Regions from separate parts of the Mus musculus genome. Here all the other regions are linked to region 2. The links are chromatin contacts, called in public HiChIP or PLAC-seq maps. All regions are on one chromosome and are shown on one strand. Each heading gives the region's core, a stretch centred on a gene start, on an enhancer-like site or on the middle of the called end of the contact. The rest is flanking DNA. Distances are from core to core; before and after follow the strand shown. Region 1 holds the start of Gnb1l (guanine nucleotide binding protein (G protein), beta polypeptide 1-like). Region 2 holds the start of Map6d1 (MAP6 domain containing 1). Region 3 holds the start of Cldn5 (claudin 5). Region 4 has its middle 18 kb from the start of Mrpl40.

Region 1 (7,016 bases), core at 3,905-6,404, 1.7 Mb after region 2:
TGTGTGTGTGTGTGTGTGTGTGTGCATACTCTGCAGAGCGGGGGTGGGGTAGGGGCTTTTTTTTCAGCATAACCATGTATAGTGAGAATGTAGCCCTGTGAAAACGGCAACAACTAGAGTTGAACCTAGCAAGAGGCTTAGATCCTACCCTCCTGCATTCAAACCTCCCAGCTGCCCAAGGCTTCAAATAAGCCACAGGAAGTGTGGTTCTCAGCCAAGATGTCATCTTATCCCTCAGAAGGATGAATATGGTTGCTTCTGCACTGCTTACATGAAATGAAATCCAAGCTGGGCGTGGTGGGGCATGCCTTTAATCCTAGCACTTGGGAGGCAGAGGCAGGTGGATTTCTGAGTTTGAGGCCAGCCTGGTCTACAAAGTGAGTTCCAGGACAGCCAGGGCTACACAGAGAAACCCTGTCCCGTAAAAAAACAAAAACAAAAAAAGAAAAAATGAAATCCAAAGTATGCAGTAACAGGTACGTTTGGTGTTTTTTTTTAAAGTCAGTATATACATACAATAGGTTATTTAACCATTAAAAAAAAATCCAAAAACAAAAACAAACAAACAAACAAAAATCCAAGCAACATGGAACCAAAGGCACTGTTAAGTGAATTAAACAGGTAGAGACACAAATGCCACATGCATCTGCATCTGTATGTGAAAGCTCTCCGAGTTGATCTGATGGAAGCAGAAGGCAGATCGTGGTAACGAGACAGGAAAGACCAGGAAGAGACAGGAGTATTGGATACCTTCCACCACACATGTGTGCGTAAGAGTTGGCAATAACAGAGTTCATCTTTTATAAGGAACCATGAGAGGAGTGTAAATACCATCCCATACAAAGAAATTATCAACACTTAAGAAAAGGAAATGGTAATTACCAGATAGGATCATTATACATCTATATATCCAATTATACTATACTCCATAGATAGACCATTTTTAAAAAGGAAGAATAGCCGGGCGTGGTGGCGCACCGCCTTTAATCCCAGTACTCGGGAGGCAGAGGCAGGCTCATTTCTGAGTTTGAGACCAGCCTGGTCTACAAAGTGAGCTCCAGGACAGCCAGGGCTACACAGAGAAACCCTGTCTCAAAAAACCAAAAAAAAAAAAAAAAAAAAAAAAAAAAAAAAAAGGAAGAAAATTTAGTTCCAGCACTCAGAAGGCAGAGGCAGCGGGGTTGAGAGTTCAATGCCAGTCTGGTATATATCAAGTTCCAAACCAGGAAAAACTACATAGTGAAACACTGTCTCAAAAACAAAAAAGCCAAACCAACAAAAATATTTTAAAAAGAGCACTGGCTTCCTTCAAACAGCCTTCTTTCCATTGTAGACGAGCATCAGAAGTCACCAAGAGCAGGGCAGAGAAACACCAAGGTTATGTGTGGGGGCTGCATCTGGACACAGTGCTATAAATAATCTGATGGTGGCTGATTCCTGTAAAACTGGCCAAGTAAAACAACACTTCCAGGTGTGGGGCAGGAACTCAGCTAGGAGCCCAAAACAAGCCCACATCCCAGTAGGAGCAGGGAGAGCTTATGTACCTTTCTGTCTATCTATCCAGCCACAGGGTAGGTGGAGTCATCTGTAGACAGCACTGTCCTGTCTAGGAGCTGGGGGACTCCCTCACTCTGCACAGCACTTCATCTCAAAGGGCACTGCTGTACATCTAGAGCATGCTCAGAACACAGGGATAAGGAGTAGTGAACAGGGTGGCTCTTGTGGGATGTCTGGGACATTGTTCACCCACCATGGGATACCTAGCTACAACTCTCAGTCTCCTTATGTTTTAGAATTCTTCTCTGTTTTCTGAGGGTCTAAGTTCCTCAGATAAGCTGATTCTAGCTTCCAAGAAGAGGAGTTAACAGATTTTAAAGATACTGAAACAAGTTTGGGGGCTGCCTCCTTTAGATGGGAGACAAGTTGGCCTCACAGCATTACAATAAAGACTAAATGCAAAACTAGACTGGGTCAGGGACTCTCGGGGTCCAGGGGAGCTCTCCTTGGCCAGGTGCTCCTGGATATAGGGTTAGACCTCAACCAAGCAGGGTTTGGAGGGAGCAGCTAAGGCAGGCTTCAGTTCCCATGCTAGGGCTTCTGAGCACACCTAACTAAGCACAGCTGTGCTTAGTTGTGGGCTGCCGTGGGGCCACTGGTGGCTGGCTTGATGTGGAAGGCAGGAGACAGTGGCATGGTACTCAACAAAACTGTTTTGAATAACTTCTTCGAGATCCTGGCAGAAGAGTTCATAATCGCCAGGCAAGGTACCTATTTCGGTAGGGAGCGAGCCAGGCCCAAGCCAGGCCTATCAGTCAACTGAGGTTCTCACAGACAGAGCTGAGATTGTCCTAATAGTGTTCACAGTGGAAGACATACAATCACCCAGCTGAGCCAAAAAAGCAGTCTAGTAGTCGTGGAGAGCCATCGAAGGTTCCAGGTTGGAGCCAGGAACCCAGTGGAAGTCTGTCCTGAGTGGCCAAGGGTCTGGTATGCATCCAGCTGGAGGGCTCCTTTCTGCAGGCTTACTGGCAGCAGAGTCATTAATTCCACTGTTCCACTCCACGGTGATGCATACACATGTGGGGTTCCCACAGGAGGGCCTCTCAGACCAGGAATCCGCCAAGGGATCATGTCGTGAAGTCCCATCGTCTGCTGCCAAGGATGTGCGTTGGTGAAACTGGCTGCCATCTGGACAGGGTTGCCAGGGCTCTGCCAATGGTACCTGCCACGAAGCCTGCCAGGAGCGAAGGAAGGACGGGCCCATAGAAGACCTGGTGTGGACAGAAGAGGCAGGCACAGCACAATAGGCCAAGAAGCAGCTGGGCAGGGTGTGGCAGAATGCCATTCCAGGTAAATGTCGAGGACCAGGGGAGCTGAGGCAGTGAGAGTCGAGGGACTGTCAGATGCAGGCCATCATCCAAGGAAATCTGTCCAAAAACAAGGTAAGGAAGAGCAGGGACCAGGCTCAACCATCACCTCTGACTGGCAGGAGGAGGCAGCGGGCAGAAAACCCTAAGGGACCCGACTAACTGCTCTGAATTGGGGGAGGGACCAGAGGCTGGCCCTGGAGTTTGGAAATAAGACAAATGCTGCCTACAACTTCCAAGGTGTAATGACAGATGTTGTCAATCCAGATCAGAACATCAGGGAATTTTGGGGCAATGACAGCAGCAACTGTCATTTGTCCCATTTGTACTGAATGCTGACCACACACCACCCACAAATTGGGTACTATTATCATTGGCAAGAAGAACGGCAAAGTGATGTGTATGCAGTCACACACCAACTAGTAAATGATAGTAGAGGAACAGAACCTGGCTGCAGAGACGAGCTTAGCCACAGATCACTTTGAAGGTTACGGACTACCCTTCTACTACTTCAGAGTGGAGTGAGTGGGCTCTGGCTGCCTCAGCACTGTAAACTAATAAGAACAGAGCACACCAAAACACCCCTGCACACACAGCACCAGGCACACCTGGCAGACAGAGGCATTACAAAACTGTCTTGCTTATCTGTCTCCTCCTGCTCCCAGCATTTCCAGAGAGACCACCTGCAGGCAAAGCTACCCAATCCTGAGCACCTGTCCCTCGTCTTCATCCCAGTCAATAGCCAAGCACCCTCACCTCCACAAGTGAAATTCTGATTCCACTTGGAGGCCTCCTCCTGTGACCTCCAGCACACAGGCTGAGCCTGGAAAGTGCCTTCTGTGGTTGGATCTATCTGTATTCCAAGCTATGGTCACCAGAGGCCAGGCAAGGAAGGAGGACAAGGAACCCACCTGGACTCTCACACTCTGCTCCAATCTCTCTAGGGAGGGAAGCCCACCACTTGGAGAGCTCCTCTCAACTCTCTTCATCCCTATACACCTAGCCCAATTCTCCGCAACTCTCTCCTAGGAGCACCAAGTTCTGCACATGCCTTCACACCTGGCTTTCCATGTGTTTACCCCAAATCCAGAGTCAGTTTCTCCAAAAAGGCATAGCAAGGTTCATCTTTCACCAGCACCTCCCAACTGGCTTGTAACACTCAGCTGTCAGCACCCCCAGTACCTACTTCTACCACCCAAGCATTTCAGAACATCTCTGGTAGACCCTTGACTCACACCTGAAAGCCCAGCCCTTGACCTGGGATTCCCACCATAATTATCAGCCAGACCCAGTCTCTCAGTGAGTAATTCCCACAAGCCAGGCCCCACTCCCCAAAGTTAGGCTGCCCACAAACACCATGTTGCATGCCCAGAGCCCATGTGCCACCAAGACCTCTTGCCCCAACTTCGAACCTTAGATTTTATCTGCCTACCTGAGTGCCCCTGACAACCTAGGAAAAGAGCCCCTACCCCTGCGCGAGCAGTCAACTTCTGCTGCTTCCTTACTGAGATAGTCACTAGCTTTTTGAGCTTCATGATCATCCATCCCATGCTGAGGTCTCATGCCCTCAGCATGCCTGTCTGTTGAATTCTCTCGCTTCTCTCCGCCTTCCCTGCCTGGCACTAGGTAATTTCGTTCCTTTTCCCGGGCTGGACAACAATCTAGAAGAAGACGCAGGGCCGCGGCGCACGGTACTCTTCCTCCGAAGTTCTCTGCTCCCGAGACCCAGGAGACCCGGGAACAGAACATGCCCAAAGCCACCATGTGAGTGGAGGACAGACTACCTGCACCGCCCGCCCGCCAGAAACGCCATGCAGGACATTCAGCTCTTAAGCTCCGGGACAACTAAGTCCACCTACCTAGGACTGCGCCAGGAGGGGCCGCCAGGATCAGAGGCTCCGCTGGAGAACACCAGGCAGAGGGGCTTCTTCCGAGGGCAGGATCCCACCGCCACCTGCAAAGGGAAGAGCGAGATCAGGTGAGCGGGGACGGGACTCTTCAAGACAGGGCCCCTACGCCGGCTCCCCACCTCACGCCTCCACACAGACCCCGCCGCGAAGATCCGAGCCTAACGCAACCGGACCCGAGGGTCTTGCTGCCACCTCGTCGGCCACGCCCCCTCGGCGTGCGCGGCCACCCCCGACGTACCGGCTCTGGCGCTCCGCACGCCCCAAGTTAGCCTTCCCGCGGGGCTGCGCGCGCACGTTCGGCCCACCGCGCCTGCGCCGTAAACAGCGAGGCCTCCATCTCGCAGAGGGTCACACCGCGCCAGCGCGCCAGCGCGGAGGCTGATGGGAGCGCGCGCACCGTACTAAGTGGAGAGGCCCGGTGCGCAGGTGCTGGGTGGTCCTGGGTCCCACTGGAGCAGGCAGGGGGCGGTTCTCATGCGTTGTGAGTCCTGGAGGACTACCCAGAGCCGGCTTGGGTCTAAAGGCTAAGGGCGTCATCAGGCCTCCGGTACTGAGTGGCTGCTGAGCCTTCGGGCCTGGGGAGTATTTCTCTCTGAGTGGCAAGTGTCTGTCTTTTTGTGTGTGTTTTGTCCCTCCTCTTCAATGCCTAGCAGCTACAGGCAAGCAAGCTAGCGCGCTACGCAGCACTGTCACTTTAGAGAGGCCAGGAAATGAGCCTGTGTGCCCCTCACATGCATATGCATGGCTTGTCCCTGTAGCTCCTCTGTGTTCTTGTAGTGTCATCCATCCCACAACCAGGACATGTGTTTAGATGGGTCTTGGACCACGAACAGAAGGCTTTGCTGCATCCCATCTGAAAGCAAGCACACACATGACACACCACCTCCCTGTTTTCCCTGCTCTGATGACTCCTTTCATGAAAGATCTCTGAAATGTTATCTGCATTTACACCCAAACGCACTGGCTTTGATCCTTGAAAGGGGAATCAAAGATCACATTGTACCTTCCAAGGGTCTGTGGGCCTTTCAGTAGCTCGGGCCAAAAGCAATAAAAGTGGCACCCAGCCAGGAAACACCTCCTTGAAGTGTGAATGAAACTTAGCTTTTTTTTTTTTTTTTTCAGTTGTATCTTTTCTAATTGACCTGATAATTTAAACTTCCTCCCTTAAGGGAAGGGTTGTTTCTGTGAATTCCAATCACCCTCAGGCCCAAGCAGCTTTAGCCAGTTAATAGTGAACAGCAGGCTTGTGCAAAAGACTACCCAACTGTCGGCCTTTTTCCAAACTGCCTTTTGGGGGTTTTCTTGTTTTTTTTTTTTTTTTTTGGTTTTTCGAGACAGGGTTTCTCTGTGTAGCCTTGGTTGTCCTGGAACTCACTTTTTAGACCAGGCTGCCCTCGAACTCAGAAATCCACCTGCCTCTGCCTCCCAAATGCTGGGATTAAAGGTGTGCGCCACGCCCGGCCACCTTTTGGGTTTTATTTTAGGGCATCACCTCAAATGTCCACGACAAAAGTTAACATAGTAACCATTGTAAAGCATACAGTTCAGTAGTAATATTAATAAATGTATTCTCGAGGCTGTGCAACTATTGCCACCATATCCAAAACTATTTCATCACACTAGAAACTATCCATTAAGCACTGACTCCTCGTCTCCAAACCCTGAGCTCCCACCATTTGCAGTCTGAATTTGACTGTGTACCCCATGTAATTGGTGCTCATGAAATGTCCATTTGTGAATGTATTTAATTTCATATATTTTCAGGGTTCATCCATGCTGTAGTATGTACCTGAATTGCCTTCTTTTTAAGTGCTGACTGAGAGACTGGAGAGAAGGCACTGACGGCTCCTGCGTAGAACCTCAGTCTGTTTGCCAGCACCTACACTGTGGCTCACAAATATCCATAACTCCACTTCCAATGTATGATTTTTTTCTAGTTTCCGGTCACTAAGCACATACAGAGCTCACATATTACATGCATGCAGAAGCACTCATCCATATAAAAATAAACATTGGTTTTTTTTTTTGTTTTGTTTTGTTTTTCGAGACAGGGTTTCTCTGTATAGCCCTGGCTGTCCTGGACCTCACTTTGTAGACCAGGCTGGCCTCGAACTCAGAAATGAGCCTGCCTCTGCCTCCCGAGTGCTGGGATTAAAGGCGTGCGCCACCACGCCCGGCATAAACATTGTTTTAAGCCAGTCTTTAATCCAGAACTCAGGAGGCAGAAGCAAGTGGATTT
Region 2 (7,289 bases), core at 2,503-5,002:
CTCTGCCTCCGGAGTGCTGGGATTAAAGGTGTGCGCCACCACACCCGGCCCTGCCTTGCTTCTTAATCCTAGAGCCCAGCCCTTCCTCTCCACCTCTTGTGTTGATGCTCTAGTACAGCCTCTTATCTCTTCAGTCTGTGAAGACTATTTCTCCAGCTGACATTGAAAATGTCATATTGGTCTATGTGGCTGATAGGGTGCCACAATACAAGCCATCTACTCCTGTCACCTAGGAAAAATTTAAGTCCTTGTGTGTTCATTAAGACCAGCTCTGCTCTGCACCTGGCTATGTCTGGATGATCCAGCAATCCTTCCCTGACTCCTCCTCAGGCCCAGTCCTCCTCCTTTGGACAGGCGAGCCCAGCCTTACTTTCCCCATTTATACCATCTGGCCTAACATTTCTTGAATCCAGCACACTAAATCTTGAGGGAGCCCAATATCAGCCCTAGTGTGAAGCAAGTTCGATGAATGACCAAGTAAAAGTGCTTGTGGAGTTAGCCCCGGGATGTACAAAGTCGTGGGTTCAGTCTCTGACACTACAAAACATGAGTTAAAAGATTTGTTCTTTTCTAAGTTTTTTGTTTTGTTTTGTTCTTGTTTTTATTTTTGTTTCTGTTTTTGGTTTTTGGTGAACTTTTAACTTGCTTCTGATCTCCTTGTCTTCACAGGCTGGGCTTACCAACATTCACCACTAATTCTCATTGTTTTCTGTAGGCTTAGATTTTTCAAAACCTACTTTAAGAATCTTAAACACTTCAACCTCCCTTACAGCCCAATGACCAAAGGTAGGGGAGGGAAATGGCTAACAGGACAAGGAGGATGTGGGCCTGTTCCGGAGTTCCAATCTTCATTGTCAGCAGTCCACTCCACTAGCAAAACACCAAACACAAACCAGCAGCAGTAGCTGCATCCAGACAATACCTGAGCCTCCACCTATCAGCATGATTCTCCTGCAGTGGCAAGAAGCAGCAGGAGCACCACCAGGATTTCCATTTTTAAGAACTCACAAGTGAAGATCAGAGGAGAAAGCAAAGCAAGACAATGCAAGAGTAAAGACCAGCATCAGCAAAGCCCAACAAAGACCAGCAAGGCGAACCAAAGCTAGAGCCTCGTCCACTGTCTGCTGGGTTATACTTATTCTCTCAAGTGTATGCTCCAGCGAAACATCACATGTCCTTTCACTGGACAGCTTCCAGAAAAATAACACATGTCTGTTCTCAGCAAAACATCCTCTCATAAGACAGCTTCCAGAAAAAACATTACATGACACAACTGAGTCTCCAGTGAAACCAGAAATTCCCACTTCAGTTATCTTTTCTGTAAAGGTATTTATTTAAATTTTTTAATCTGCCCTGAGGGATCTGACTCCCTGTCTGGCCTCTGCATGTACATGGTCCACATAAATACATGCACTCATACATATAAAATAAGCACATCTTTAAAATATTTTATTGTACTTCCTTGCTTATCTTGTCTTTGTATGTAAGTGCATGTACCGCCCTGCACCCAGAGGTGAGAGGACAATGTCGGGGAGTCAGTATTCCTTCCATCGTTTGGTTTCTTGGGACTGAACTCAGGATACCAGGCTTGGTGGCAAATGCCTTTACCCACTGTGTCGTCTTCTGGCTATGAAAAGTATTTTAACTAAAATGGCCTAAAAGTTAGGTTACACCCACACTACACTTCTCCCTTCTGGACCCTCATCTCACTTGTAAACAATAATTTGTCTTCTGAAAAAGAAAAGAACAGGAGGAGGAGGAGGAGAAGAGGGGAAAAAAGAAAAAAATTCCTCTTTCCCTAGTGGGAAAGTATTTTGGATGTATACAAAAGGTTCCTTGAGAAAAACAACCTTATATGATTAAAAGGTTGCTCCTTCCCTTCTGTGAAACAGTATAGTGTAAAAACAAACAAACAAACAAACAAACAAAAAACCAAAAAAAAAAAACCAAAAACCCAAAAAAAACCCCCAAAAACCAAATAAACAAAACAAAACAACAACAACAAAAAGCCTGGCGTGGTGGCGTACGCCTTTAATCCCAGCACTAGGGAGGCAGAGGCAGGCAGATTTCTGAGTTCGAGGCCAGCCTGGTCTACAAAGTGAGTTCCAGGACAGCCAGGGCTATACTGAGAAACCCTGTTTTGAAAAACCAAAAACCAAAACAAAACAAAAACCAAAAACAAAACAAGCAACCAAACCAACAGCCCACCCTACCCTGAAAGTAAAACCTGCTCACCTTGCACCTGAAATGATGTGATTTCTGCCTTTTGACTTAAAGCCCCTGTCCTGCAGTGCTTCCATACCAAGAGCCCATCCGAGGCACTAGCCCACTCACTCTTCATCACCAGCTAATTAAAGGACTTGCTGTACCCTTAACTGTTTTAGCAAGAGTGGTGATCTGTGACTTTCTCCCCTGGACTATTTCATAACCATTAACCTTCATTTGCCAGGCTGACTAACCCAAAGCTCAGCTCCACTTCACAAAGTCAGTTGGCTCTGGCTGAGAGAAGACTTTGTGTGTGTGTGTGAGTGGTGGTGGTGGTGGTGGGGTCCACATAATCTTAGTTAGGGTTTTACTGCTGTGAACAGACACCATGACCGAGGCAACTCTTATAAGGACATTTCATTAGGGATGGCTTACAGGTTCAGTCCATTATCATCAAGGTGGGGGCGTGGCAGTGCCCAGGCAGGCATGGTGCAGGCAGAGCTGAGAGTTCTACATCTTCATCTAAAGGCCACTAGGAGAAGATTGGCTCCCACATGGTTAGGAGGAGGGTCTCATTGTCCACCCTGAACAGTGACACACTTCCTCCAACAAGGCCACACCTATTCCAACAAAGTTACACCTCTTAATAGTGGCACTCCCTGGGCCAAACATATTCTAACTACCATACCCATGAATGCACCTTCAGTAAAGGTTTTCCCAACTCCAGACTTAACTGTCAGTATGGGGTCATAGCCAGACCTGGGGTGTTAACCAGCAATGGTATGTCACTCCAGTACAACTTGCAGCTAATGAAGTTGAGGAAGATGAGCTGACCAATGGGCCCAGACTGGGCAGTCCTCCTAGGTGCAGACTGGATGCTTCTCAGGTTCAGCCAGAAGTTGTAACTACCACCACTTCCATGGTTGCAGGTCTGAGTGCATGCAGGATACACTTGGGAAGCCCTTGGAGGGCAGCTGGATGTTTTCTGTATTTAACTGACCTTCATTCAGGCTGGATTATAGCCCTGCAATGGAACGAGCATACATGCACATCAGGGAAAGGAAACCAGTTTGGGGGTTGTAATTACAACCCAGGGAAAGGACGATTGGGAGCTTATGACAGTTCTTAAGGAAAACCGGGTTAGTTGTTACCCATTTATAACAGCACAGTAAACAGCAAATGGAGATTCACGAGCTGACATGGCCCTAAGTTCTCACTTGCATCACCTTCCTGGTTGCCTCCACCCTTTCCACTCTGGGTGGTCGCTGAGTCCGCTAGGCACAGTTTAAATCTATTTTGCAGCCACCCGTGTCCACAAATGCCAACAGAGTTCTCTGGTCCTGCCGCCAGAGCCTTCTTGATGGATTGATTGTTCCTTAAAAAAAAAAAAAAAAAAAGTAGCAGGCTTAGTGACGGTGAGGAAATGCCTCCTTCCGACCTCGCTCTCGATGAAGCCCAGGTCTGATTTCTGAGCTCACATTGGGGGAACTCTGGGTTTAGGACTGCCCGCAGGCCGTCCTTGCGGGGCTCAGGGTTGCGCGGGGGCAGTGGGGTAGTGCGCGCGCGCGGCGCAGGCGCGCGGCCGAGCGGCATGGCGTGGCCCTGCATCAGCCGGCTGTGCTGCCTGGCCCGGCGATGGAACCAGCTGGACCGCTCGGACGTAGCGGTGCCGCTGACTCTGCATGGTTACTCGGACCCCGGGAGCGAGGAGTCGGGCGCAGACTGCAGCGTCTCGCGCGGGAACCCGTCGGTCGCAGGCGCGCGGGAGTCCAGCCGCGCTGTGCCGCTCACCCAGTACCAGCGCGATTTCGGTGTGCGAACCGCGCGCGCCGGGTCCCGGGATGCGGCTCAAGAGCGCCCATCGGGGCCGGGCGGCCGCAGAGGCCAGTCCTCGGCGCCCCCCACCCGGACGGTCTACGTGCTGCCGGTCGGGGACGCGGACGCAGCTGTAGTAGCGACCACGTCTTATAGGTGGGTAGCTGGCTGCGGCAGAGGAATGCTTCGAATCTGGACCTGCGGTGGGAGGAAACGGAGCCCCGAAACGGGGTGGGGGCGGGGAGAGCACGAAGGCTGAATACCACAGGATCTGGAGAGTGACAGGGGAGCTTCGGGGTCATCTTTGGTCTCCTGACACTGCAGGCATCGCCTTGTGTTCCCAATTGCTCCCTACCCTGGGATCCAGGATGAGCGCACCTCGTAAGAGAGCACCCCTCCCTCGATTTGATTCCTCCTCCTTCGGTCTCAGATTGTTCTTTTTTAACTTCTGTGGGGTGAGCAAAGAGGGCGGTGCACAGCCCCTCATCCCACGCCCCACGCCGTGCCCAGGGCCAGTGCCTGCGCTGTTCAAGATCCCACAGAAGGAAGGTCCTTTGCACCCTTAACAGCTTTGGACAACTGAGGACTTCTTGCCTCTTCTTTCTACATAGAAGAGTAATGAATGCTCATAATGGGGGAATTAGAAATAAAAATAACAAATTCTGCCTTAACACCCTCACGCCTCCCCTCCCAAACAGATGGATCTTCCTAATTCTTAGTATACAATGAATGCATACACATTCAGTTTCCTCCACGATCTTATTCTTGCTGTTGCGATGTTTTAAAATATTTAATATATATTAGTGTGGAGAGGGGGGCGAGAGGAGGGGCGAGCAGATCAGAAGACAACTTTAGAAAGTCACTCCTCTTCCCCTTCTGCCATGGATTCCAGGGATCCATCTCTCGGATTGTCAGGCTCACACATTATAACTCCATTACTTTTTTTTTTTTTAACTTAATGTAATGTTTGACCATAGATAGATGTTCTGAATGTTAATAACTGTAATGTATGTTAGCCCTTTGTTAGGCATATAGCCACAGGCATAAGCCCCCCACCCCCCCTTTTTTTTTTGGTCTCATCTGTGATGCCTTGTTTGGGACTATTTAAAACACCACTCCATATTTATTACAGGTGTTTGAATATTTTAGGAATTTTGTTGTCTAGATTCCTTGAAGGTGGGATGGGAGCTCAGGACTAAAAAGGTCCATAGGGCTGGAGAGGTGGCTCAGTGATTAAGAGAGTGCACTGCTCTTCCATGGGATGGGAGTTCAGTTCCAGCACTCAAGCCAGGCATCTCACAATTGTCTCTTAACTTCAAGGCTCTGGGGTATCCACACTCACTGCACATATCCACACTCAAGATACCCACACATACACATAACTAAAAAGAAAACTTAAAACATAATAAAAATGGCACATGGAGACACTGTACAGATAGATGGTCACAGCCCTGCTGTCCTGATATTGGGGATGCACTAGTTATGGGTCTGTCATAGGGTGGGACACTGAAGCCCTGCAGGTACAGATGGTGAATCTCAAACACACACACACATGTCAAAGGGGGCCAAAGTGCAGGACAGGTTCCACCTTAAGACTCTGTTCCTTAAGGTACTTAATGGGTGTGTGTGGTGCAGGGCAAGGCCTTGTGTTCGTGGACTCAAGTGGAGCTGTCTGGCATTGCTGGTGGCAGGGCAGGCAGGCAGGCTTACTGACTGCCAATGTAGGAACCTGAATCCCCTGCAGGAGAGGTCTGAATGTTCACGGTCCTTCCAGTGGTCCTGCCTGCGCATGACTCTGCAATGGCTTGAGAATCTAGCCGTCAAACAACTGGTTGGGCTTGCAGGGAAGACAGGAAGCCACCTTTCATAACTAGTGGCGTGGGGATGTTGGTACAAGCCCCTCTTCATAAGGGATATTCCAGAAAATCATGGCTGGTTATGAGAAGCTGTTTTACCCACATGGAGCCAATGGCCCGCTGAATGTCCTTGTAGGGTCCCCCAAGCTCTGTTGATGGTAAGGTGTTGGCTACTGCTTTCCCCTTAACATGATGGTTCTTGCTATTCCTCTACAAATGAGAAATTGAGCTAGTAGTTCAAAACACATGGCTCTGAACAGCACAGAAAGGAGTGGGACTCAAGCACCAATTCTGTAGTCCTTCCCTAAAATGGTTTATACAGATCGTCGTTGGCCACCTCCTCGGAGACAGTTTCTCAAATTGAGTCTTGAAGTCAGCCATGGAAAATCACTGACAGATGGGGGCTTGCTTTTCCAAGTATAAACTCTGCCTTTGGAACAGTTTCCTTCCCTGAGAACTGGATGGAATACTAAGAGCCTGGCTGACCAGTCCTCACTCACCCCCAAGACCAGCCCAGGATAACGACTGATCTTCCTCAGCACTAAACTCTCTGGCCTCTGGGACCCAGAGGCTGGAGTAATCCCATACTACTTTTCATCTTGTAAGATATACTTCACCCAAGTGAACTGCTAGAGGCATTCAGAAAACAATTGAGAAACCCAAAAGTAATAGATTAGGTTTGTGGCCACTCCTGACTTACAGTCTTTAAGTGCTATGGACCCCTTAGGCCTCCATCTCTCCCTGCTAACAGGTCCTGCTTCATTTGTCTTCTGGTTGTCATGGAAGGAGTGGTCTGCCTTATTTGTCTGGCCAGATAGGCATAGGAGCTGTCTTGGAGCTCTCTAGCTGCCTAGCTCCTCCCAGAACAATGCTTCCATAATTCTTTTGAGGCTGGTCAGGTCCATGTAAGATGGGGGTGGGGTGGGGTGGGGGTGGGGGTGGGATGGGGGAGGGAGTACCTGGGCATGGTTGTGCACACCTTTAATCCTAGCACTTGGGAGGCAGAGGCAGGTGGATCTCTAGGAGTACAAGGTCAGCTCTGGTTTACATAGCAAGTTCCAGGCAGCCAAGGCTACATATTAAGCCTTTGATGCTTTTTAAGGAGCACAGCGAGGCTTGTATTCTTTCATTAATCTTGGCGTAATCTATAGTCCACCTTACTCATAGTCCTCCATGGGTACCCAGGGCTCTGGTAATTCTACCTCTGATGCCACTTTTTCTATTCTATCACAAGCCCTCTTGGCTGGAACATCTTCTGCAACACCCCAGGGACTGCTATAGGTTCTTCCTGCTTTGAGTCCCCTGCTGTCACCTCAGAGCAGCTGGCTTAGGCTGCCTGGAGCACAGCTCAGAGATAGCTGGGGACAGAAGGACATGCTCAGGGGAGGCTCTGCCTTCCCAGGAGAAAGAGAA
Region 3 (7,484 bases), core at 215-2,714, 1.5 Mb after region 2:
AATAGGGAGCTGGGCACAAGGAGTCTCTGGACAGAGGACAGGACACAGTTGAAAGTGTTCAAACCATTTACTGAGCAAATTCTTGCCCGGCCCACCCCCCAAGCCCCAAGCTTCCAGGAGGAAGGCAACCCCTCTAAGGCTCTGGTACCTACAGGGCCCCCACCTTGGGGGAGTGCTGGAGTGAGACCAGGTCCAGGCTAAGTCCTTTGGTTCAGTAGGTTCTTCTCCACTAACAAAGAAAATGCCCTTTTTAACACGTCCCTCTGGCAGCCCCGGGGTTTCTCCAGCTGCCCTTTCAGGTTAGCAGGTGCCACTGGACATTAAGGCAGCATCTAGTGCCCCCAGGATCTCAGTAGGAACTGTTCGCGGCAGTTTGGTGCCTACTTCACCGATGAAATCTGAGCGTTCCACCCACGTCGTGGCCAACTGCGCATAGAAGAAAAGGTCGGTCAAGTTCTTAAAAGTGCCTGTAGTCTGTTCTGAGCAGGGCCCGGCTAGTGATGGTCAACGGACTCTGAGAGCGGGCAAGTCTGGCCCGAACCCAGCATGACTTGCGCTGCGCAACCCAGCGGTGGTCGTCATCCACACACGGCTTCCCGCATCGGTCTTTCCCATCGCGGGCTTAGCTGCGGGAAGAGCCCCGCCATGCCTCCCGCCCTTAGACATAGTTCTTCTTGTCGTAATCGCCATTGGCCGTGGGCCGCCGCGGCGCAGAGTACTTGACCGGGAAGCTGAACTCAGGGCGCCCGGTGCAGACCCAGGCGCCGCAACACACGAGGCCGCCACCGCACATGAGCAGTGCGGAGGCCGCCCAGCCGATGTACAGCGCCGCGCCCAGCTCGTACTTCTGTGACACCGGCACCGTCGGATCATAGAACTCGCGGACAACGATGTTGGCGAACCAGCAGAGCGGCACGAGTGCCAGCAGCCCGCACACCGCGTAAAGCGCTCCTCCCGTGAGTGCTACCCGTGCCTTAACTGGGCCCGGGGCCACGCAGGTGGTGCACTGAGCGCCGGTCAAGGTAACAAAGAGTGCCACCAGCGCCAGCAGCACAGCGCCCACGGTGAGTGCCCGAGCTGCCTGCACCTCCGCACTCAGCGCCAGCACAGATTCATACACCTTGCACTGCATGTGCCCGGTACTCTGCACCACGCACGACATCCACAGCCCCTTCCAAGTCGTCTGCGCCGTCACGATGTTGTGGTCCAGGAAGGCAGTCACCTGCCACATGGGCAGCCCACACGCCAGGATCAAGCCCACCCATCCTACCAGACACAGCACCAGACCCAGAATTTCCAACGCTGCAGACCCCATGGCTAAAGACTGAATGCTCACCCGACGGCCCTTGGGGCCTCCGGGTGCTCTCTGCGCTGCTTAGGCTGGGAGCTGGGAATTGATTCTGGTGCCTCTGCTCTGGAGCCTCCAGTCCTGGAGCAGAAGAGGAGGTTTTAACTACACCAACTGGGTTCTGAAGTAACCTGTTGTCCTATTTGAAGTCTCGGGGGCGGACTCTGCCCCCAGGGCGCAGCCCCCCGAGTTAGCTCAACCAATCCATGAGCAGACCTTCGGCCCACAGCCAATCGCGGACCCCCTGACAGCTACAGTTACTGAAACCACGGGCGAGCAGGACTAGTCCTGCTCACCCGAACCGCACCCTGCAGAACCGCAGTCTGAGACCCTACCAGTTTCTGTCCTAGTAGGGGCTGATCTTGGCAGGTACACAGGAGATCTGTGCGCCCCTGTCTCCACTGTTAGCAGCATGACCCCTAACCTACACTCACCAGCTCCACCTGCTACATCCCGGATCATTCCAACTCCTCTCTGCAGACTGCTTGGCCTGGAGGTTCTCTGAGCCCCCGTGCACAGGTGAAACAAACCTCTACGCCCGCCGTTTTTCCCTTGGCACACCAAGCGGAGATGCTCGGCAAGCCTGTGTTGGGCTTGCCCTTAATTATAACCTCATTCATGATCCTACCCAACCACCGCCTACAGTTCTCACTCCTTCCCTGGAACCACTGGTCTGACACAAAGTGAACACTGCAAGGGCCTGTGCTCTCCTCTGGGATGCTGCGCAACCCCTGAGGGTTCTCCGACGTCCAGTCTTCTCCAGCAGATAGGCTGTGATCCTAACACAGCATACTGGAATCCTGGGACAGCAGAGACACGATGGGACATAGAAAGGCTATGCCTTGCCATCCTACAAATAGTTGTGGTGCTTTGCCACCCCAGCCCCCAGGCCACCCTCCGGAAGCCAACTTGGAGTTTCCTGGCCAGGAGGAAGAGCCCCCATCCTCGGTGGAGGAGGGAGCCGCGGGATTTCCGGGCATTCTTCTGCACAATGGCCCAGCCATTTCTTGAAAGGTCCACTGGGTTAGACACACTGGGTCCCTGAGGCTCAGGTGGGGGCACCAGGCCCCACAGCCCACAACCAAACTAGGGCGCCAGCCTCTTTCCAGTGAACACTCCTCCCTGCTCCCTTTGTTTCCAGCTAACCCTGGACTCCAGCTGGGCTTTGTTGTCTTCTGTTGTTGTTCTGTTTGGGGGTTTTGTTTTGTTGTTTCCTCTGCTCAAAAGAACTCAGGGCCTCTATAGGGAAAGGATGACATTGTTGAGGCCAGCCACAGATGTGGAGATTTTGGTAAATCTCTCCCTTTTATGGGTCCCTGCTTCCTTCTGGAGATGGCTCTGAGCTAGAGGTCTATGGGGCCAGGTCATTGCCTACTTCACCCTACAACAAACTGTTCTTAGAAGACGGCGGGAGAGCCTCACATACACACCCTTTCTTGTCCTCCCTGGTACCTCTTCCAGCTATCATATATTAACTGCTGCCTTCTATCTTCTAGAGACCCCTGCTTTTCTGCAGACCCTTCTCCCTGCTCAGTAGATGTAAACTCAAATCCTGCTCCCCCTGCTCCAGTCTGCAGAATTTTGTTTTGCCAGCCCCCTCCCTTCAAGCTCCCAGGCACCTTCCTGGAGCAACTACTGAACCCTCTTCAGATGACCCAACAAGGCTACTCCTGCAGGCCCTGGCCTGTAATCCTCTATGGCTCTCATTGCCCACTGGCAAAGAACTGGATCCTGGGAGCAGCCTAGACTAAGCTGGCTGTAAGTGACCAGGAAAATATTTACACACTTTATACTTCAACCAGATCCATCTTCCCTGGGCCTTGGAATGAGCCTTCCTGCTGTTCCTGTCTTGTCTTGCTGTTCTGCAGGACATGCTGATGCACACATCTGAGAATATCTCTCTACACGCAGGCCCCAGAAGGTCCAAGCCAGGATAGCTTTTGCCCGCTGGCTTTCCTACTAGTGTCCCGGGAATACGGGGATCTTCTGGGACACACATTTGTCCCAGACAAGAAGCAGCTTGCTGCTTTCAACTATTTGGGGCTACAAACAGCAGGACATGCTCCCTTCCTTCTGTCTGCCCTCCTACCCACCATTTCGGTACTGTCCCCAGCCTTGCACCCAGAATGGTCCGAGCAAGTTCACATACCTTTGGTAAATTCATAATTGCCAGTGGAACCTTAGATACCGTACTCTCCAGCATGCAGCGGGACCAGAACCACTCCAGAAATGGACAGCCAGGGCTGGCAATGCTTCCTCGATCCTCCTCAAAACTAAAGGTGGCCCAAGTGACCACCCCAGATCCTTCCTTGGGGATTTGTGTGTGTGTGTGTGTGTGTGTGTGTGTGTGTGTGTGTGTGTGTGCATTGGACACTGTCTCTCCCAGAGCACACAGCACAGGCCACTTAATAAACAAACTGCCAACAAAGTACCAGATAGGAAGGCAAAACCCAGCAGAGGGTTCTCTGAAAAGGTGGCAGCGCAGCAGGAGTCCAGGAAGAAGATCCCAAGGAGCAGTTGGAAATCTGAGTATAAGATGCTGGTGTACAGATGCACTTGGGCTAGGCAATGTAGCTCTGGGGTAGAGCACTGCTTAGCAAGTTCCATCACCAACACTACAAACTAAAACTAAGTAGATCACCCTAGAGGTGGGACACGGCTCACAGAGGATCTGACCTTGGAGCAGAAAGAGGTCAGCATAGCCAGAGTGCAGCAAAGGGCCAGGGCCAGGGAGTCTGGGGTGGTAGGGGGCTTGCCAGGCAGGCCACCTGCTCCTGCCCTGCTATTGTTCTGCTTTCCCAGGGGAAATGGCACAGGATCCTATTAATCCTGTGACAGAAAGGCCTGAGTCTGCAGAAAAGCAAAGTTTATCTCTAGCAGCTGCTGGCTGACCCTGCCCTGAGGGGATCCGTTGACCTTCCATGGCAATCTAAATTTAGGCTCCAGGTTCCTGGGGCTTGGATTTGAGGAGCTCTTAACAAACAGGCTTTATTTCAAAGGGAGTGAGGGAAGGAAACAAAAACAAAAACAAAAACCCCAGCCTTACTTCTATCTTTCAGTTTCTGGTCCAGGATGTCTTCCCCAAGTTCAGCAGACATTTACAGGTCAACAACATTCTTCTTGCCCAGAGCCATTTCTTGGTGGAAGACAAAAAGCCCAGGCTCTCACTGGCCCAACAGGAAGCATCTTAAGACCCCCCTCCTCATGTCACTGACTGAGGGGCTGGGAACCTAGGGTGATCTCCGTAGGAAGACAGTTGGCACCGGAGTTAGACTCCCCCTTCTTTTTGAACTAAGGACTTGGCTTCTCTGTGCTTCATTTTCTCTTTCACAGTGTAGCCCTGGCCACAGGATTACAACCTTGCAAGAGAGGCCACTTATAATCCAGAGACCTCTGGTACAATTCCTGGGAGCTAGAGAGGGGCTTGAAGTTACTCACTAGCTCAGTTGACCTTCACAGTTCATGGACCTCAGGCCCAAGCAGGTGCCATCTAGCCATCAATATCAGAGGCCACTGTGCTTCAGTGAGCAGGAGAGTTTTGAGAGGGTGGGGTCCTGTAGCCCCACCATCCCTTTTAGGCCCACAACAGTCCAGCCTGACCTCTCCAAAATATAGTCTCAGTATGTATCCCTGGCTTTCTAGTGCTTGATAAGTAAACCAGCCTGGCCTTGAGATCAACTTGCCTCTGCCTCCCAGATGCCAGGATTAAAGGTATATGCTACCACACCCGACTTGAGATATTTTCATCCACAGTTGAGTCTGTGGTTGTAGATTCAGCGGGCTGGCTATGTTCAGCCAGTTACTTAGCCATCTATCCCTCAAGACGTCATTTGTTTTTTTGTTTTGTTTTGTTTTGTTTTGTTTTGCTTTTTGGTTTTTTTTTGTTTGTTTGTTTTTTGTTTTTTGTTTTTTGTTTTTTTTTTTTTTTGAGACAGGGTTTCTCTGTATAGCCCTGGCTGTCCTGGAACTCACTCTGTAGACCAGGCTGGCCTTGAACTCAGAAATCCGCCTGTTTCTGCCTCCCAAGTGCTGGGATTAAAGGCATGCGCCACCACCGCCCGGCTTAATTCTTGGTATTTAAGAGGTTATGTTACTGATATTATCTGATGCCACCTTTCTATTGCCTATAATCAGCATTGTGTAACCCCAGTTTCAAAAGTTTATTAATTCACTGGGCATGGTGGTCACATTTGTAATCCCAGCTCGAAGGTACTGAGGCACAATGATTACAAGTTAGAGACCAGCCTGGACTACATAGTAAGATCCTTCATCAAATCAAAAAACCCCAGATATCTGGCAGTTTTGCAAAAGATATGGTTAATGAACCTATAGACATAAAAATAGGAACTGTCCCAAAAGAAATCCACATGGAACAACTCTCCCGTGGGGAGAAAGCTGAGCTGCAGGGTGACTCAGACAGGTCAGTGGACATGTAATTAGAGTCTCCAAGCCATCTCTCTGGCCTCAATAATCATGTCTTAAATGCATTAACTATGTGCTATTTTATTATATTTATATAATAAGTTCTTCAGATATTTTCATATAAAAAGAATTCCAAGATAGTAGGAAGCAAGAATGTGAGAAGCAAACTATTGGTGCATAATAATAGACTTTCCTCCTCTTTTCCTTGTCTAAACTCTGATTCATAATTGAAGCAAAAGTATTGCAGTACATGCTGTGGTTCTCATTTACAAAGTAGAGACAACACTTAAATATGATAACATCAGGAAGGGGGGATAGGAGACACCTCAACATAGTGACATCAGGAAGGGGAGATAGGAGACACCTCAGCTAAGTGACATCAGGAATGGGGGATAGGAGACACCTCAACATAGTGACATCAGAAAGAGGGGATAAGAGACACCTCAACAAGGTGACATCAGGAAGAGGGGATAGGAGACACCTCAACATAGTGACATCAGGAAGTGGGGACAGGAGACACTCAACATAGTGATGTCAAGAATGAGGAAAATCCCACCTGAAAAGTATTGCCACCAAGAAACTTTGCTGAGTTAAACACACAGTGCACACAGTGTTTTTCTGAAGTGGTTTCCAATAGTTGCAAAAATGGTTTCCTTGATGAGGAGTGAAAACCACACTTATCTGTGAGTATAAGGGTCAATGGTTATAGATTGTTGTTAAGGATTATGCTGGTCTAAAAGAATAGTGATTGTAGATTCTCTTCCAATAGCCATGATTTTACTAGCAGTGAGAAGTCATCTAGGTTTCCAGTACCAGGCATGGTCTCCTTCTTGCTGAACGGGTCTTAAGTCAAATTAGAAAGTTGTTGGTTACTGCCAAGGTACGTGTGCCACTACTGCATCCTTAGGGATATGTTGTCATGCTAGCCATTGATGTAGTTCATAGGCATCACAGCTGGATAGGAGTGTTGGTTGCCTCCTTTCTTTGGAAGCTGGCTGTGGCCGCCTTCTGGTGCCATAAAAATTAGTCCTCAGAGAGGGGATATTCAGGTCAGTTTCAGCTCAGGGGCTTCTGGGCCTCTGTTTCTGACATGCATAAGACCTTCAGCAGTACATAGTAACCAAGGGCAATAGCAATAGGCTGTATGTTTTCAGAGTCTCTTGGACAGGCCTGGCCAACAACTCAAAAGAAGGTATCTTCATCACTGTTCTATTTCTGGGAAGAGACACCATGACCAAGGCAACTCATATAAAACAGAACATTTAATTGGGGCCTTACTTGCAAGTTTAAGAGGTTTAGTCTGTTATCTTCATGACAGGGAACATGGTAGCATCCAGACAGATGCTGGGGCAGTAGTCTGGAGCTACATCCTGATCCATAGGCAGAGAGAAAGAGCCCCTGGGCCTGTTGTGAGACTGTGATACCTTAAAGTCCACTCCCAGTGACACACTTCCTCCAGTAAGGCCATGCCTCCTATTCTATTCAACATTCTCTAACTAAGGACCAGACATTCAAATACATGAGCCTGTGGGGGCTGCTGTCATCCAAACCATCACAGAGGACATCTTGTTTCTGGTATTGAGGCTTTTGTGAAGCGGTCTTAGGCTCTTGGAGAAGGTGCTGTCAGCCCAGACGAGAAAATTTCACTAAAACTATATATGTAGAGTTATGAGCTAAATTACATGAATTATAAATTCTTAGGAAAATAATTAAT
Region 4 (6,915 bases), core at 94-2,593, 1.4 Mb after region 2:
CCCTTCATGCCTTCAAAACCAGTACCACCTAGGTGACCCTTACATATTACCAAGTCCTGCTGCAGCAGGAGTACAACCTTGGCCATCTCTGGAACACAGCCTCTTTGTGCTTTCAGAAAACACTTCCCAGAAGTTGTCACCTCAATGATGCTGGTCTCTTCTTAATCACCGCTAATTTCTTAGCTCCAGCTAACCAGCATCAATAGTCCCAGTAATGCAAAGGTTTTGCTTTAGTAGTTCTGGTATCTTGTTAATCACAGCTGATTCTTCAGCCCCAGCTAACCAGAACCACAGAATAATCAAACTCCAAAATAGCAATGTCCCTGAAAAGAGTCTTTAATTTTCCCTCTGAAACTTCACAAGCCAGGCCTCCATCTTCTGCACTGTTCTCAACATTATCTTCCAAGCTCCTACACAACATCCGACAGAGCTCTTAACAACGGATGGATCTTCAAGCCCAAAGTTCCAAAGTCCTTCCACAGTCCTCCCCAAAACATGGTCAGGTTGTCACAGGAATACCCCACACTGCTGGTACCAATTTGCCTTAGTCAGGGTTTCTATTCCTGCACAAACATCATGACCAAGAAGCAAGTTGGGGAGGAAAGGGTTTATTCGGCTTACACTTCCATACTGCTGTTCATCACCAAGGAAGCCAGGACTGGAACTCAAGCAGGTCAGGAAGCAGGAGCTGATGCAGAGGCCATGGAGGGATGTTCTTTACTGGCTTGCCTCACCTGGCTTGCTCAGCCTGCTTTCTTATAGAACCAAGACTACCAGCCCTGAGATGGTCCCACCCACAAGGGGCCTTTCCCCCTTGATCACTAATTGAGAAAATGCCTTACAATTGCATCTCATGGAGGCATTTCCTCAACTGAAGCTCCTTTCTCTGTGATAACTCCAGCTGTGTCAAGTTGACACAAAACTAGCCAGTACAGTAGCAAAGGCACATTGGCTATCCATGTCTCTTGTCTTTTCTCAGCTCTAACACCTTGATCAGAGCTGCCAGTTCAGCTTTCTAGGCTGGCATTCCTCCCAGGCTCTGCCCATATGATCTTGGAGTCTGAGACCACTGCTGCCCCAGCATACCTCTGTCCATCCTGAATGAGGCTGTTGTCATTGGAAAACCGTGTTACCTCTGCATCCATCTGAACAATCATGCAGAGGCCCATCAATTGAGCTCAGAGTCAGGCAGCAGAGCAGCTAATCCTGGGGGCATTCAAGAAGAGAGGCTGGGGCTGAGTCATTCTGGCATCATTTTTAACCAGGAGGTCATTGCTGCACTGATGTGTAAACAGGTCAGCTTCTGCCAATTAGTGACACATTGGCCATTGGCTGATGCCAAGGTCTGGAGTCTGAGTATGCATCCTCAGGGCCAAGCAATGTCAGCTGTAGTTGGCAGAGTAAAGCCTTCTTAGTGGAGCCTCAAATAGTCCAAGACCTCTAAGAGGTCTTGTGTTTTTGTTTTATTTCTGTTGCCACTAGGAAGTTATTTTAAACTGATGAAGAGACTTTATCCTCAGGTTTAGCAAGACATAATGTTGAACTTTATTAATTATCAACAAAAAGGCTGGTAGGTTTCCCTTTTACTTTTAGGGTTACCCTGGCCTTGGAGAGGGGGCACTTTTGATCTTATGGCCCCTCTTATCTACTTCTCTGTTTTAGGCATCTCTTACAGTCTTCTGGTTTGGCTTTGGCTGCTAACAGATCTTTGCTAGGTCTAGAGTCTGTTCCTTTTGTCCTCTCCTCTGCTTCTCCTTTGCAGTCTCTCTTCTATTAAATACTCTCTCTGCCACTATCATTAGATCTCTCAGACTTTTTCTTTTTTCCTAACCTCTCAATCTTCTGGAGCTTTTTCTTAAATATCTGGTGCTTCCTGATTAATAAAGCTAGAGTGATGGCTGCCTTTGCTTCTGGTGGTTTAGGGTCCATGGGGGTGTACTGTCAAAATGTCCCCATGACCCTCTCTAAAAAAGTTTTATTCCTGTCTAATATCATACACTCTGGCCAAATTTGTGGGCTGTCTTGTGGCCACCTTGAGACCTGCCAGCAAAGCCTGACAGTAGACTAAGAGCCTCTTCTTACCTTCAACAGAGTTAAAATACCAGTCTGAGCTAGATAGTGGAAAGCAAGCATTTGGGGGGGGGTCTTCTGTGGGGCCAGGAACCCGCTTCCTGGCCTATTCTGTGGTGAAGGGAACCTGTAGAATGTGGTAGACATAGCCTGTCTCATGTTAATATGTCCGTCAAAGCCACTTTGTCAAAGTCATCTCATCAAAGTCACCTGTCAAAATCATTTTATCAAGCTCATCTTGTCAAAGTCACCTCATCAAAGTCATGTAACAAGAGACACAAACACAACATACAAAAACACAAATAAAACCTTTCCTGTCTTTCAAGCAGAAAGAAGAAACAGCCAGAAAGTGTCACTCATGAAAAAGACCTCTCTATGCCACCCAAAACACAAGTCCAACCTTTTCTCTCTACCAGGCAGAAATGGGAAATAACCAGAAAGTGATGCACACCCACAAAAAATTAACCTGATTGGTGGGAGTCTCTCAGCTCCTCTGAGCCCACACCTATCCCAGACCAAGACTCAGGATGTCTCCTGGCCCCACCATAAGCCATGGCTCTCAGATACATCTATCCTAACTGCAACCTGCCACAGAAACAAATTCAAGGCCTTGTACCCAGAAGGATATGACACCGTTTAGAATCAATGAACAGAAAAAGGTACAACCAGAAACAAAAATCAACCAAAACCAGGGGGAAAAAAATACAGCCAGTAGTAACAAAAACCAACCAGAAGGTGGCACTCACAGCAGATGGATGTAGTGCCACTCAATCTGTGAACAGAGGCAACCAGCAACAAAAACCAAAACCAGAAAAAAATATAGCCTGTAGTAACAAGAACCAACCAGAAGGTGGTGCTCACAGAAGACTAATGTGGTCACTCAGACCTGGAAAAAAGGGATACAGCCCATAGTAACAAGAAACAACCAGAAGATGGTACTCTCTCACACACACACACACAGAACAACAACAATCCTCAGTACTGCACAAATATTTACTCAGACCTGGAAAAATCACTATGGCAACATAAGTCATTTATAATACACAAGTTTGTCATGATCTGTAGATCTCACAGAAAGTTTCTAACATTCAGACAAATTAGGCACCACCCAGATCACAAGCTTTTGTGCCACTGAATAATAAAAGAATTTCTGGGGGTATCGCCAATCCAGATTTCAAGTTCTTCTACAGAGGTATAGTAATAAAAACAGCTTGGTATTGGCATAAAAACAGACATGCAGATCAATAGAATCAAATTGAATATCTAGACATAAACCCACATATCTATGGACACCTGATTTTTTACAAAAAAAGCTAAAAATACACACTGTGTATTTCAACAAATTGTGCTAGTCAAAATGGATGGCTGGATCCAGTTTGGAATTCACTCTGTAGACCAAGACGACCTTGAACTCAGAGATCAGCCTGCCTCTGTCTCCCAAGTGTTGGGATTAAAGGCATATGCCACCACTACCCAGCTGTTAACACTAACCTTGGAAGGCTGAGTCAGGAGCATTTTGAGTCAGGAGAAATTGCATAGAAGAATGTAAATAGATCCATATTTATCACCCTGCACAAAACTGAACTTTTAATTGGGTCAAGGACCTTAACATAAGAGCAGATATACTAAACCTGATAGAAGAGAAGTGGGGAAATAATCTTGAACTTATTGACACAGGAAAAGACTTTCTAAACAGGCACTAAGATCAACAATTAATAAATGGTGATGTGCCAGGAAGTGTTTATGAATCCAAAAGACCACCAAGGAGCCATCTCTGACATAATAGCATTAGAGTCTCTTTATTACAAGCTCAGGCTTGGGCTCTCTTCCAACCCAACCCCGACACAAGAGGGCAGGAAGGGAAGGTGGAGCCACCTTGAACCCTCAACAAGACAAGTTTTTATAGGAAAATAGGAGCAAGTGATGTTGGAGTTCGTCAGAAGACCCTTACTCAGAACGACCTCAGAGACAGCCGCCATCGCTGCAAAACACATGAGGATTTTTATTGATCCAACATGTTGGGGACTCCCCTCCCAGCACACAGGCCAGAGGAGAGACCCAGAACAAAGAAAGAACACATTTTTTATACCTTTGTAAGGGGCATATTTGAGCAACAGGGTTCTCATTGGTGTAGCAAGTAACCCTTTCAGGCGTTGGTTGGTTTGTATAGGATGACTAAGTAACCCTTTGGCCTAATGACTCACTTTGCTTGCCCCCATGGTGGGTTATTATGATTTGGTCAGCAAAGTAATAGTACATTTTGAACTTATGGATCAGCTATTAACATCAGGGGAATTCTTGCAACAAGGTCAGGGTGGTTTATGGTCTTTGTGAGAATTCAGTGTGGGGGGGGGGCAGGAGAATTGCTAATCTTGTTATGGTTATTTCTCAGAGAACAGCTATTGTTTTGGTAGTTGCAAGCTTAATCATTTTGACCGCGAAAACTATGTTTTTACATTTGTTTAGTCAGCCAGCTTTCTTATCTGGCTCTGCACTTGGCCTGCTTGTGCAGTTTGGAAAGTCCTTTTCGAAGGGGGAAGGTACTGGGTGGTCTTCAATTCATTTTGGATATTACAGTGAGAGGGTGAGGGAGGTGGTGTCCAGTCTGTCAAGCATCTCATAGAATGACTGTAAGCCAACAGGTGGGTGCTCTGAAGCAAGAGTGTATAGAGTCACAAGCCATCTGAAACAATCAGACTAATCTTTGATTAACTGTTGCTAGGTGGGGGGTGGGTGGGTATGGGGGACTTTTGGTATAGCATTGGAAATGTAAATGAGCTAAATACCTAATAAAAAATGGAAAAAAAAACTGTTGCTAGGAAGTAGCTAGGGAGTAACTCTGGCCAGGGACAAGCTGTGGGGTCCTTCCTGGTACTTCGATGCAGCTTGGGTTCTGCTGTAGGTCAAGTTCTCAGGCTCTTTTTATTTTTTATTTTTCTTTTCTTTAAGATGGAGGCCAGTCCCAGGATGGAATAGGTTTGGCCTCTCAATGGGACCTTGTGAAACTGGGATGCTTCTGTATGGCAAAGGACACCATCACTTGAACAAAGTGGCAAGTTACAGAATTGGAGAAGGTCTTTACCAATTGCTTATCCTATAGAGGGTCAATAATACATAAAATGCATAAAGATCTCAAAAAATAGCCAGGCAGTGTTGACAGTGCCTTTAATCCCAGCACTCTGGAGGCAAAGGCTCCTGATCTCTGAGTTCAAGGTCAGCCTGCTCTACAGAGCAAGTTGTAGGACAGCCAGGACTATACAGAGAAACCCTGTATTGAACAACAAAACAAACAAAAGAACTAAAAAAAAAAATCAAAAAACAAAAAATTTAACATCAAGGCTGGAGTGGATAAAAGCACTGGCTGTTCTTCCAGAGGACTGGGGTTCAATTCTCAGCACCCACATGGCAGCTCACAATTCTCTGTAAGTCCAAGATCTGACACCCTCACACAGACACCAAAGCAAAAGAGCAATACACATGAAATTCAATATTAAAAAAAAAAAAAACCCTGAACATCAAGAAAACAAATAACCCAATTTAAAAATGGGGCACAGTGGGCTGAAGAGACAGTTCAATGGTTAAGAACACTGACTGCTCTTCCAGAGATTCTGAGCTCAATTCCCAGCAACCACATGGTGGCTCACAACCATCTGTAATGGGATCTGATGCCCTCTTCTGGTGTGTCTGAAGATAGGAACAGTGTACTCACATTAAATAAATAAATAAATAAATAGATAAATAAATAAATAAATAAATAAATGGCTGAGAAACACTTTAAAACTGTAACTGTTCAAAGCCAGCCGTGGTGGCATATGCCTTTAATCCCAGCACTAGGGAGGCAGAGGCAGGCAGATTTCTGAGTTCGAGGCCAGCCTGGACTACAGAGTGAGTTCCAGGACAGCCAGGGCTATACAGGGAAAGCCCTGTCTGGAAAAAAAACAAAAAACAAAAAACAAAAACCCAAAAACAAAAACAAAAACTGTTCAAGATCCCTAGCCATCAAGAAATACAAATTAAATCTGTTTGGAGATTTTATCATATCCAAGTCAGAATAACCAAGATCTGTAAAACAAATGACCATTCTGTTGTTGAGGACCTGGGGAAACAGGGACACTTATTCACTGCTGGTGGGAGTGTAAGTGAGTGTGGCGGTTCCTCAGAAGGAATAAATCTGCCTCTATAGCCCTAGGGCTTTGACTTCTCTTACAGAGCTTCCAGGTGTTTGCTCCTTCATAGGACTCTGATGAAGGAAATAGCTGACCGCCACAGTTACCTTTTTCCTTCCACAGTGCTCTGGTGCATGGTCCAGACAACTATACTATTACATTTCACCTTACTAAGCAAAACTCATATTAATCATGTTAAAAGATTTTTCCTCATTAACTGTCTCAGTGTTCCCCACAAAGCTGTAGTAGAGGATGACTGATTCTGAATTTATGCTGGCCAAAGAAAATATCAAATGCTACCCCCACCAAGCCAATGACCTTACATCTGATAATGGACGACAGTGAAAACATCAGTCTCAATAACACTTATGACAAAGCCTGGTGTTTTAAAAATAAAATGGTTTATTGCCTATTCTCTTCCTCTGATAAGAACAAAACTACTTTCTTAACTCTCCTCTCAGTAAGAACTGTCAGCCTCATGAGCAGCGGTGTGGAAAGCTCTTCCCCTATACTGGCTCTTCTATTTCCCTGCTTCTCTCTCTATCAAGTCCAGTATGAATTGCTTTTCTGGCACAAGGAAAGTGTATAATTTTCCATTTTACCTTCTTTATCAGCTGTCACAATGTAGGGATTCTTTGCCTCCTATATCTCATCAGCATACAGGACCATGATGCACCTT

The links. HiChIP or PLAC-seq counts read pairs in DNA pulled down with a chosen protein or histone mark.
Region 1: an H3K27ac HiChIP or PLAC-seq map of large pre-B cells shows a contact between it and region 2, with 9 times the contacts expected there. The contact joins the promoter of Gnb1l here to the promoter of Map6d1 in region 2.
Region 3: an H3K27ac HiChIP or PLAC-seq map of embryonic stem cells shows a contact between it and region 2, with 4 times the contacts expected there. The contact joins the promoter of Cldn5 here to the promoter of Map6d1 in region 2. A contact is called at or near these places in 1 of 39 promoter capture datasets (pre-B cells) and 1 of 115 datasets of contacts at active chromatin or transcription factors (embryonic stem cells).
Region 4: a FOXA1 HiChIP or PLAC-seq map of pancreatic cancer cells shows a contact between it and region 2. The contact joins the enhancer-like site here to the promoter of Map6d1 in region 2. A contact is called at or near these places in 1 of 39 promoter capture datasets (hippocampal neurons) and 1 of 115 datasets of contacts at active chromatin or transcription factors (pancreatic cancer cells).

Annotation. Positions count from the first base shown.
Region 1 is chr16:18,496,851-18,503,866 of GRCm38.p6, reverse strand. Gnb1l (guanine nucleotide binding protein (G protein), beta polypeptide 1-like) reads right to left here and starts at 5,154. Exons shown (of 8, transcript NM_001081682.2): 1 at 5,016-5,154; 2 at 4,727-4,821.
Region 2 is chr16:20,237,821-20,245,109 of GRCm38.p6, reverse strand. Map6d1 (MAP6 domain containing 1) reads left to right here and starts at 3,752. Exons shown (of 3, transcript NM_198599.2): 1 at 3,752-4,176. The coding sequence starts at 3,797. Gm49566 (a long non-coding RNA gene) reads right to left here and starts at 3,652. Exons shown (of 3, transcript XR_003951848.1): 1 at 3,357-3,652; 2 at 2,965-3,229.
Region 3 is chr16:18,770,827-18,778,310 of GRCm38.p6, reverse strand. It overlaps Cldn5 (claudin 5), which reads right to left and starts at 1,464. Exons shown (of 1, transcript NM_013805.4): 1 at 49-1,464. The coding sequence starts at 1,315. The coding sequence ends at 659.
Region 4 is chr16:18,854,744-18,861,658 of GRCm38.p6, reverse strand. No RefSeq gene overlaps it. Among named protein-coding and RNA genes, the nearest start is that of Mrpl40, 18 kb to the left of the region's middle. Within about 2 kb of position 1,343, at least 44 of the 459 cell types and tissues checked have an H3K27ac peak or open chromatin away from gene starts, as enhancers often do. A contact at or near this core is called in pancreatic cancer cells, where this site is marked.